Regions from separate parts of the Capra hircus genome. Here region 1 is linked to region 2. The links are chromatin contacts, called in public Hi-C maps. All regions are on one chromosome and are shown on one strand. The core of a region is the stretch at or near the end of the contact, and the rest is flanking DNA. Distances in the headings are between cores, read along the strand shown.

The links. A called contact is a pair of places that touch in the nucleus more often than the background predicts.
Region 1: a contact with region 2 is called in a Hi-C map of blood, with 3 times the contacts expected there. The contact joins the enhancer-like site here to the promoter of ARL4C in region 2. A contact is called at or near these places in 2 of 5 Hi-C or Micro-C datasets (both in blood).

The regions. Positions count from the first base shown.
Region 1 is chr3:6,727,915-6,733,698 of ARS1.2, forward strand. No RefSeq gene overlaps it. Among named protein-coding and RNA genes, the nearest start is that of ARL4C, 59 kb to the left of the region's middle. Within about 2 kb of position 4,262, at least 1 of the 5 cell types and tissues checked has an H3K27ac peak or open chromatin away from gene starts, as enhancers often do.
Region 2 is chr3:6,668,944-6,674,874 of ARS1.2, forward strand. ARL4C (ADP-ribosylation factor-like protein 4C) reads left to right here and starts at 3,247. Exons shown (of 2, transcript XM_018040905.1): 1 at 3,247-4,519; 2 at 4,723-5,931. The coding sequence starts at 3,765. The coding sequence ends at 4,343.

The DNA of each region.
Region 1 (5,784 bases), core at 3,012-5,511, 60 kb after region 2:
CCCCTGTGAGTTAACAGAGGAAACCCTTAGTGAGACAAGCCTGTTGTTTCATTGTCTTTCACTGGGCCATTTGGGTTCTTCCCATAAATGCCCAGGCCTGATGCTTAAGGAAACTGCAACTGAACCTGACCTTCACTTACTAGCTTGAGAAAGAACATTTGGACGAGAAATCACATGATACCCTCGAGTTCCTGAGTGGTATACAGAATGACCGTGAAGTTCCGGACATACAGCTGGCATATCTATTCGAATTCCAGGATGATAGTTTTATTGACTCTGATATTTCTTTGGTATTTCCATGAGATTCAAAAGCAATTCATCTCCTTTACCCAGAATGATGCCCGCATTTCAGATCAGTCCTCTTTTATTCAATGCTTCTTTTGATCTGCTGGCTTGGAGCCCGGGAGAGACGCAAAGATGGAGAAGGTTTAGCAACACTAGAACCTGAGTCCCCAACAAAGCTCAGGAGCCTTAGCTACAGGGCAGGAGGGTGTGGACCCAGGCACAGTTCACTCAATGGCTCTATGTACCTCCTGTACCATTTGGGGTTCCTTGGAAATCACACGACTGTGCTAACGGTGCCCAGTACGAACTGTGGTCTCCATTTCACGTGGATCTGCAATGGGCGTGGTCTCCTCTCATCCTCTGCCATCACCAGTTTACCTGATTCCACATTATAGTCTCAGGCCTTCTAGCCCTTCCGCAGCTCCACCCCATTTTTGAAGGTTACCAACAGTCTTGAGGCAATCTGAGAAAGAAACACGAATTCCATCCACTTCCTGCTGCTGCCCTGAAATGCCACCTACATGCCCTTCTCTTTTCCTTTGGTCTCTGGGGAAGACCGAAGTGGTGCTGGAGAAGACTCTTGAGAGTCCCTTGGATTGCAAGGAGATCCAGCCAGTCAGTCCTGGAAATCAGTCCTCAATATTCATTGGAAGTACTGATGCTGAAGCTGAAACTCCAATACTTTGGCCACCTGATGCGAAGAACTGATTCATTGGAGAAGACCCTGATGCTGGGAAAGATTGAAGGCGGGGGAAGAAGAGGATGACAGAGGATGAGATGATTGGATGGCATCACCGACTCAATGGACATGAGTCTGAGTAAACTCCAGGAGTTGGTGATGGACAGGGAGGCCTGGAGTGCTGCAGTCCATGGGGTCACAAAGAGTCGGACATGACTGAGGGGCTGAACTGAACTGGGGAAGACACTTGCTTCCTGTTTCACGGGTACCATGCAGCAGCCAGTACCTCCTCGTGAACCTTGGGTCCCATTTCTCCTGTCCTGCAGGACATGCCCCCATTATTACTTCCCCTTCTTACCCAGTTTTTAAAATCGGAGTATAATTGCTTTGCAATGCTATGTTAGTCTCTGTTGTACAGTGAAGTGCATCAGCTCTGTGTATACATATGTTCCTTCCCTTCCACCCCACACTCCCCTCCCTCTAGATGATTGCAGAGCACCGAGCCGAGTTCTCTGTGCTGTACAGCAGCTTCCCACCAGCTGTCTATTTCACACAAGGTAGTGTTTATCTGTCCATCCTGATCTCCCAGTTTGTTCACCTCTCTTTTCCCCGCTGTGTCCACACGTCCATTCTTTATGTCAGCGTCTCTATTCTTTCCCTGAAAACAGGTTCATCTGTACCATTTTTCTAGATTCCACATATATGTGTCAATATAATCTCTTTCCCCAGCACCCCCATGGAGTCTTGCTCGCTTCTGACAAGCATGCTTATATTTCTATCATCCTCATCTCACACACTAGTAAAGTAATGCTCAAAATTCTCCAAGCCAGGCTTCAGCAGTATGTGAAACGTGAACTTCCAGATGTTCAAGCTGGTTTTAGAAAAGGCGGAGGAACCAGAGATCAAATTGCCAATATCCACTGGATCATGGGAAAAGCAAGAGAGTTCCAGAAAAACATCTATTTCTGCTTTATTGACTATGTAAAAGCCTTTGACTGTGTGGACCACAATAAACTGTGGAAAATTCTGAAAGAGATGGGAATACCAGGCCACCTGACCTGCCTCTTGAGAAACCTATATGCAAGTCAGGAAGCAACAGTTAGAACTAGACATGGAACAACAGACTGGTTCCAAATAGGAAAAGGAGTACGTCAAGGCTGTATACTGTCACCCAGCTTATTTAACTTCTATGCAGAGTACATCATGAGAAATGCTGGAATGGAAGAAGCACAAGCTGGAATCAAGATTGCCGGGAGAAATATCAATAACCTCAGATACGCAGATGACACCACCCTTATGGCAGAAAGTGAAGAGGAACTCAAAAGCCTCTTGATGAAAGTGAAAGAGGAGAGTGAACAAGTTGGCTTAAAGCTCAACATTCAGAAAACGAAGATCATGGCATCTGGTCCCGTTACTTCATGGGAAATAAATGGGGATTTTGAGGCTCCAAAATCACTGCAGATGGTGACTGCAGCCATGAAATTAAAAGACGCTTACTCCTTGGAAGGAAAGTGATGACCAACCTAGATAGCATATTCAAAAGCAGAGACATTACTTTGCCGACTAAGGCCCGTCTAGTTAAGGCTGTGGTTTTTCCAGTGGTCATGTTTGGATGTGAGAGTTGGACTGTGAAGGAGGCTGAGCGTCAAAGAATTGATGCTTTTGAACTGTGGTGTTGGAGAAGACTCTTGAGAGTCCCTTGGACTGCAAGGAGATTCAACCAGTCCATTCTAAAGTAGACCAGTCCTGGGTGTTCTTTGGAAGGACTGATGCTGAAGTTGAAACTCCAGTACTTTGGCCACTTTATGCAAAGAACTGACTCATTGGAAAAGACCCTGATGCTGGGAGGGATTGGGAGCAGGAGGAGAAGGGGATGACAGAAGATGAGATGGCTGGGTGACATCACGGACTCAATGGACGTGAGTCTGAGTGAACTCTGGGAGTTGGTGATGGACAGGGAGGCCTGGCATGCTGTGATTCATGGGGTCGCAAAGAGTCGGACATGACTGAGCAACTGAACTGAACTGAAATGCACATACATAGTTTTGAACAATTTGAAAGTAGAAACTAAAGGAGAAGGAAAAAACGCACACGTTCCTACCACCGCTTTAGGCCCAGCACCTGTTGGCCTACCAGGCCATTTCCGCACATTCCCATAATCCCACTGATACAAAGTTCTGTGTCTTGTTTTACTTAAAATTGTATCATGAGGATTTTTACCAAAATTCTTCAGATAAAATATCCAGTGACTTAAAAAAAATATTCCTTCTACTGGATGCCTCACTCTTATATATTCCCTTGGAAGGCTGCTTAGTTTGGTTGCTGTTTCCACATTATAAATCACGTGGAGATCAGAAACATGGGCACATAAGTCTCTGTTCTTGTTTCAGCTTTCCTTAGGATACAATTCCAAGATGAAATTACTGGAGCCAAAGGCATGACTTTGTTTAATGCTTTGGATACCAACTGTTAGGTTTCTCTGCAGAAGGGTGGGCCAGGTCATCTTCACATCAGCAGTTTCTGAATCCAAGAAGCCTTGTCAACGTAGCCGTCAAGGCTGTTTGCCCACTGATTGAGTATATTGTATTATTCTTATTCAGCTAACACTTATTCTTTATTAATTAGTGATATTAACCTCTTGTCTTTCATATTTATTACCAATATTTCCTTACTTTCACTTACTGGTGCAGAGAAAATTTTTGTTGTAAATGTTTAATTAAGTATTTGGACTTTTAAATTTAAGCTAGAACATATTTTTAGTTTTCTGTGGTTTTCATCTTTCAAAATTACATTTAGGATTTATTTTTTTTTATAGTATGAATTGAGGATTAATTTTTTTCCCCAAAATTCAATTTTCACACTCTCTATATAGAATAATCTAGTCTTTGCCCATTGATTTCTGGTGGATTTCCTTTTTTTTTCTTTTTTTATTAAATCAGATAAAATCCTTACATGTATTTGGCCTAGTTCAGGTTTATGTCTTTAGTTCTGTTGACCTGCCTTCTTTTGTGTGAGAAACATGATTTTTTTCCATTTTTATTACATTTAGAATTGAGTAGCATTTCTTTGCATTGTTCTAAAAGAGCTATTTGGACGACTTTTTCGTGTGTGTGTGTGTGTGTGTGTGTGTGTGTGTGTGTGTGTTTAAAGACAAGTTAATCTGATTTTATCCAGGTTAAATTTTAAAATTATTTTTTATTTGTTTGTGTTTGGCTGTGCCGGGTCTCAGTTGCTGCGCTGGCTTTCCCTCTGGTTGTGGAGAGTGGCTTCTCCTTGTGGTGGCCTCTCTTGTGAGGCGTGGGCTCGAGGGTGCTCAGGCCTCAGTACTCGCCGCACATGGGCTCAGTAGCTGTGGCTCCTGGGCCTCAGTGGGTTGGTGGCACATGGACTTATGGGCTTATCTGCTCTCTGGCACGCGGGATCTTCCTGGATCAGGGATCGAACCCCTGTTTCCTGTATCGGCAGACAGATTCTTTACCACTGACCTACCAGGGAAACCCAAGATTAAAAATATTGCTTTAAAACTATGATTGGGTTGTGTGAGATGCATAGGTTAACTTGTATTTATGTCTTTATATTTGGTATCCCATCAGAAACATGACAGGCTAGTTAACTTATTCAGGTTTTATTTTTTGTGTCTCATTAAAATGCATATTAAAAAATTTCTCCAACATGTATCTTATTAATTTTATTGATTTTATTAATTTATTAATTTTATTTTATTAATTATATATATATATGCTATTGAGAATGGTATTCCTGCTCTAGCTGTTATTCTGTCTTCTAATTGTTTTGCTGGTATAATACAACCTACTGTTATTTTGAAAGTTTATGTTGTATTGGTCATGTCTCTATTAATTCAAAATTCAAAAAGGTTTTCACTTGACTTGGTGAAGTTTCCTGGGCACAGTATTATATATAGGCTAATAATGATTATTTTGTGTTTTTAAATCTGATAGTTATTAATCATTGTATTTTTGTTTAGAACTTCCAGGGCAATTTTAAATAATGATGATGGGAAAGGGGGAAAACAATGCTTTTTTAGCATTTATGCATATGCGTTTGGTTTTTATATTAAAGTTACTATGCCATATATATATATATACATACTGCTACTGCTAAGTCACTTCAGTCGTGTCCGACTCTGTGTGACCCCATAGGCGGCAGCCCACCAGGCTCCTCTGTCCCTGGGATTCTCCAGGCATACTATATACATAATTACATATTATATATATTAGATGTAATGTATGCATATGAGTTTGTGTGAACTCTGGGAGTTGGTAATGGACAGGGTGGCCTGGCATGCTGTGATTCATGGGGTCACAAAGAGTCAGACACGACTGAGCGACTGAACTGAACTGAACTGAATGTATACATAATACATATATATAATTTCCTAATATTAAATTATCCTTGCTCCTCTAATATGAATTCAATTTAATTTTAATGTTATCTTTTAAAAGATGTAATTTAATGTATATTCCAGCAATTTTTAAAGTTATACATGGAAAAGTCTATATAGTTTCCTTTCTCATTCTAGCTTTATCAAGTTTGGGTCTTATATTAAGCAAATTTCATCCAATATATGAAAGCTAACTTTTAGTACTTTTTCATCTCCTGGATGGGTTTATATAGCTGTAAATTCTCTTTGAAAGCTTAAGAAACTTACTGAAAGAACTCGAGGCCAGGAAATTTTGGGGGCAATAATTCTTTTTTAACCTTTTGCATTTTTACACGACTGTGATCTATTGAGGTTTCCTATCACTTCCCTTCCCTGGCTCAGATGGTAAAGAATCTGCCTGCAATGCAGGAGACCTGGG
Region 2 (5,931 bases), core at 1,997-4,496:
ATGAAATCATTATAAATCACACTGACATCTGTTATTTTTGCTTACTCACGCTTATTAGCCCTTTGGGGAGCAGATAGAAGGGTGATTCTTCTTTGGGAACCACCCCTCCCCAGGTTTAGCCTCTGGGCCCCATCCATCGGCATGCTCCATCCTCTGGACAGTAGTACCTGATACATTGCTGGGCCAGACAGGCCAGAGGGATATGTCCTCCAGGCTTTAGTCCCAGATACTGGGAAAGAGATCCACCTTTTTCTTTCTAGGATCTACACCAAGGATGTGAGCCCAGACTTGCCAGCAGGAAAAATGGATCAATGCAGAGGAAAACAAGAGACAGAGAGACTGATCTAAGGACTTCTGAGATCCATGGCTTCCAGACATGCCTGAACAGCACTGTAATCATGAACTTTTCTATTGTATCAGTGAATCTATTATTCAGTCGCTCAGTTGTGTTCGACTCTTTGCAGTCCCATGGACTGCATCACACCAGGCTTCCCTGTCCTTCACCATCTGCCAGAGTTTGCTCAAACTCATGTCCATTGAATCAGTGATGCTATCCAACAATCTCATCCTCTGTTGTACCCTTTTCCTCCTGCCCTCAATCTTTTCCAGCATCAGGGTCTTTTCCAGTGAGTCAGCTCTTTGCATCAAGTGGCCAAAGACTGGAGCTTCAGCTTCAGCATCAGACCTTCCAATGAATATTCAGGGTTGATTTCCTTTAAGATTGACTGGTTTGATCTCCTTGCAGTCCAAGGGAATCTCAAGAGTCCTCTCCAGCACAACAGTTTGAAAGCATAAAATTCTTCAGTGCTCAGCCTTCTTTATGGTCCCTCTCTCACATCCATATATGACTGTTGGAAAAACCATAGCTTTGACTAGATGGACCATTGTAGGCAAAGTAATATCTCTGTTTTTTAATGCACTATCTAGATTTGCCATAGATTTTCTTTCAAGGAGCAAACGTCTTTTAATTTCATGGCTGCAGTGATTTTGGAGCCCAAGAAAATAAAATCCACTACTCTTTCCATTGTTTCCCCATCTACTTGCCATGAAGTGGTGGAACTGGATGCCATGATCTTTGTTTTTTGAATGTTGAATTTTAAGCCAGATTTTTCACTCTCCTCTTTCACTTTCATCAAGAGACTCATTAGTTCCTGTTCGCTTTCTGCCATAAGGGTGGTGTCATCTGCATATCTGAGGTTATTTATATTTCTCCTGGCAATCTTGATTCCAGCTTGTGCTTCATCCAGTCTGGCATTCCACATGATGTACTCTGCATAAGACAAATAAGCAGGGTGACAATATACAACCTTCACGTACTCCTTTCCCAATTTTGAACCAGTATGTTGTTCCATGTCTCATTCTAACTGTTGCTTCTTGTCCTGCATACAGGTTTCTCAGGAAACAGGTCAGGTGGTCTGGTATTCGCATGCCTTTAAGAATTTTCCAGTTTGTTGTGATCCACAGAGTCAAAGGCTTTGTAGTCAATGAAGCAGAAGTAGATGTTTTTCTGGAATTCTCATGCTTTTTCTATGATCCAACGGATATTGGCAATTTGAGTGGAATTTCTGTCTTTCACAACTGACTTCAGGTTCCTTACAACTTCACTCCGTTAACTTAGTGTGTGGGAAATGTGGGGAGTAGGAGAGAGCAGCAAGCCCTCAGCTCCTGGCATGAATACAAGAAGGCCGTCTGCAGGTAGGTTCCACCCTGGCCAGGTCAAGTGCCTGAGCCTTGGCTTCCTCGGCCGGCACGTTGGACAGAATGATTCACTAGGACTTCTCCAGCCCTGGACCCCGTCTGAGTGGTTGCTGCCCCCAGAGGAGTCCCCAGGAGGGACGGTTGGTCCTGCCATCGACACGAAGTCTTCTCATATGGTTCAGTACAAACAAAATCACCTATTTTATCACAGCTTGTGAAAGGAAGGTGGTAAAGGAAAGCTTTTCTACAATAATTTGGTTTTCAGCCATCAATGGTTATCAGACACGTTTCCATCCCCCAGACCCCATTTCCCTCTTCTTGCCTCATAAGCTGGCATTGGGAAGAAGCCCTTGTCCATACTGCCTCTGCTTCTACTCCTCCACTCAGTTTCCTCTGTACCTGCAGAGGATAAGCCTTGGTTATGTGCTTACCAACTAGAATGAGAGCACTGAATCGGAGTGATGGGAGAAGCCAGCCAGGGACTGGGCACTGGTGCCTGTGACCTACGGTGTAACCTACTCCGAGCTGCTGACACATTTTTGTTTCAGGCCTAAATGCTCCTGGAGCACCAGTCGCTGGAGGACTGGTTCACCTGTGGGCAGGTGGTTCTCAGTTCTCTAAGTACCATGGGTGGTAGAGGGTGCTCTCCTGAGATGCTCACACTTGACCTGGGATGTCCGCGCAGACGCTGGAACAAAAACAAGGTAGCAAAGGAGCTGTCTGGGGCTGGTGAGTCGTCGGAGCTATCTGGGGACAGACAAGTCTCCTTAAATGAAGCCAGGCCTCCGGGGCGATATGGGCGCAGGTCTGGGCCCCAGGGCAGCGGGGATCCCGTGGAGACCCCACCCCACCCCCACGGAGTTCTGGCCGGGAAGTGAGCCAGGGTACCAGGGAGGATCAGTGTCCTGGGCACCGCAAAGGCCACGTGCCCGGGCTGGCTCCCTGCGGCCCACGCCCTCCTTTCCCCTCTACTGGGTGGGGGAGTATGGGGGTCGGGGGCCTGATCTACAGCCCTCTCTCCCCAGAGGGGGCACTCTGACCCCACTTCCCCCTTGGATGGTCCCCAGTCCCTCGGGCAGGGCTGCCCCGGCCCGCCTTGCCCTGGACTCTGGATCCCCGGCCCTCGCTCCTGGAGGCCGGCTGCGCCTCCCACGCTGCAGTCCCGCCGGGCAGTCGGTCCGGCCTGGGGCTGGCTAGGCGTGGAGTTCCGGGAGCTATTTTTACAAGATGCGTCACAGGGCCGAGGCGGGAAGAGCCGGCAGCTCGGGAACCCATTATCTGGGTGCGGCGCGGGAGGAGACGACCAGGGCGATTTCGAAAGCACTGAAAGGCGCGAAAGCGGCCCGCCAGGCTGGGAGGTCCACGCCCGACCTGGGGCGGGGCGCGGGGGGCGGGGCGGGCGAGGGGCGGGGCCGTCGGTACGAGGGCACCACGAAGGGGCGGGGCCATAGGGGCGGGATGAGGGGCGGGGCCTCCCAGGGGCGGGGCCCGGCGCCCTCCTGCCGCAGCAGGCTGCCGGCGGCGGCGGTGGCGGCGCGGGGACTGCGGGGACAGCCAGGCCACCGCGCAGGCAGCGAAGCCCGGGGAAGCCCACGCCCCGCCTGCGCCTCCGAGGCTCGCCCTGGGAGTGGGATTGGCCCCGCGGCGGCGCCGCCCAGGCAGAGGCGAGCCCTCGGCGCTCGGAGCCCGGAACCCGCAGCCGCGGAGAGCCAGGGCAGCGGCTGGAGCGCGGGGGCGCGGCCCGAGGAAGCAGCAGAGAGCCTGGGCCGGCGGGGGAGGGCGACGGGCGCGAGCAGCCCGCGGCGCCGCAGCGGAGGAGACTTCGCGGGAGACAAAGCCCATCGAGAGAGACGCGATGCCCAGCCGGCGCGGGCGCGGGGGCCGCGGTGTCTGAGCGCGCCGAGCCGTGCGCCCCGGGTACTCCAAGCCCAGGCCGGTGCCGGCGGCTGAGGGCGGCAGGCGGGGCCCAGGTGCGCCTGCCCGCGTCGGGCCCGTAACTGCTCGGGAGGGCGGGGGGCGGCGCCCTCCCGCCGCAGCCGCAGTGGCCGGCGCCGCAGCGAGGAGCCATGGGCAACATCTCCTCCAACATCTCGGCCTTCCAGTCGCTGCACATCGTCATGCTGGGCTTGGACTCGGCCGGCAAGACCACGGTGCTCTACCGGCTCAAGTTCAACGAGTTCGTGAACACCGTGCCCACCATCGGCTTCAACACGGAGAAGATCAAGCTGAGCAACGGCACGGCCAAGGGCATCAGCTGCCACTTCTGGGACGTGGGCGGCCAGGAGAAGCTTCGGCCGCTGTGGAAGTCCTACAGCCGCTGCACGGACGGCATCATCTACGTGGTGGACTCGGTGGACGTGGACCGGCTGGAGGAGGCCAAGACAGAGCTACACAAAGTGACCAAGTTCGCCGAGAACCAGGGCACGCCGCTGCTGGTCATCGCCAACAAGCAGGACCTGCCCAAGTCGCTGCCCGTGGCGGAGATCGAGAAGCAGCTGGCGCTGCACGAGCTCATCCCGGCCACCACCTACCACGTCCAGCCGGCGTGCGCCATCATCGGCGAGGGTCTCACCGAGGGCATGGACAAGCTGTACGAGATGATCCTGAAACGCAGGAAGTCCCTCAAGCAGAAGAAGAAGCGGTAATGCTCCGGGCGGCGACGTTACGGAGCTAGGCGCGGGGAGCGAGCGAGTCCGGAATGAATGAATGAAAGGCTGTGTGGCCCGCGCGCCCGCGAACAAAGACAGCGAACCAAAGCGACGCTTCGAATTTTTAAAGCGGAGTCTCTGCACCCACATGCAGGACTGGTGACTTAACCTGGGTATGTAGGCAAGCTGGCCAGCCTGCGCTCGACCTGCCCCCTCCCCACCCGCAGCTCAGGGGTCCTTTTGTCTGAAAGCCGGAGCTACTCAGGGGGTGGGGGACCCGGCTGGGGAGTGGACGTGCAGGTCCCACCGTCCGCCCTGCTGGCCCAGGTTGGAAGGCTCAGATATCCGAGACAAAAGCAATTTCCTCCTACTCCAGCAGGGCCAGAAGTTCAGGCTCCCCCGCCCTCATTGGGGATCACACCTGTGAGCTACCTGAGGTATGCGGTTCCCAGAACCCCGGGAGTTCCCAACTGGGGGCACGGTGGCAGTGGGAGGTGCTGGGGGAACAGCCTCTCCTTGGGCTATGAAACCTGGATAATTTTATGTCACAGGGCAGGACCCTGTGAAAATCCATTTGCCCTGCTCTGGGCCCAAACGAGGTGGTGGTTTGGGCCATCAGAGGACTGCGTGGAACAGTACCGCAGCTGGAAGGCGCGGGGCGCTGCGCTGGCCTGGGCTGGGGGATGGCCGCGAAGAACGCCCCTTTCCTGGTGCTTTGTGGTAGCTTCAGAAGACCAGTTTTGTTGAGAACTGCTTTTCAGCCTGGAATCAGACATCTTCCAGATGGTTTGGACCCTGTCCATGTGTAGGTCATTATCACACAAAGAGACCAATAAAAAAATTACAAACAAGAAACTGTTGGAGGTGGTGGCAAATGATGCATTTACTCTTTGCAGAATAGTTAAAGGTGTTTAAAGGGTAAGGCTCCTGACGTCAGTGCTGGATGGGGTGTGTGTAGATACAGTGCTGTGTAATCGGCATACATTTCTAGACCCATATGTGTGGAATCTTCAATTTTTTTTTTTTAGCCTGCTGATTGGTTTGTGTGAGCACACCAGCTGCAGATGTGTGCTGAATGACAAGCGGGTTTTGGCAAGGGATGTGTCTTGTAATCCTAACCGCTTGATGATGGGTTATGGTTTTCAGACATTATTTTTTTTTGTCCTTAAAAAAAAAATATGCTACGAATGAATACTCCCCATAGAAATACTCAATTTAGGGGAAAAAAAGACTTTGCCTTTTTAGATCCCTTTACGCTGCAAGTGGCGACATGTTCAAATTTCTAATCTGGTTCATTGTGGCCTATCTGGTTTAAGTATTTTCATTGCAAATGTCTCATTAGAGTATTTGATGTTACACACCGACAGACAAAAGCCCACCTTGTTGCAAAAGCCGACCTCATTGCATGGATTTCAAGGCGAGGGAAAAGCACAAGGAGGTCCTTCCTGATTCCTGCTTGTGGAAACTGGTTGCAGAGCAAATGCAGACACGGTGAGCGCTTGGGATGAAAGAAAGCATGTGACGTAATCGTCACCTGTCCTCAGGCTCCTCACAGTTTACTTGAAAGAGGCTTTGGAAATAAAGT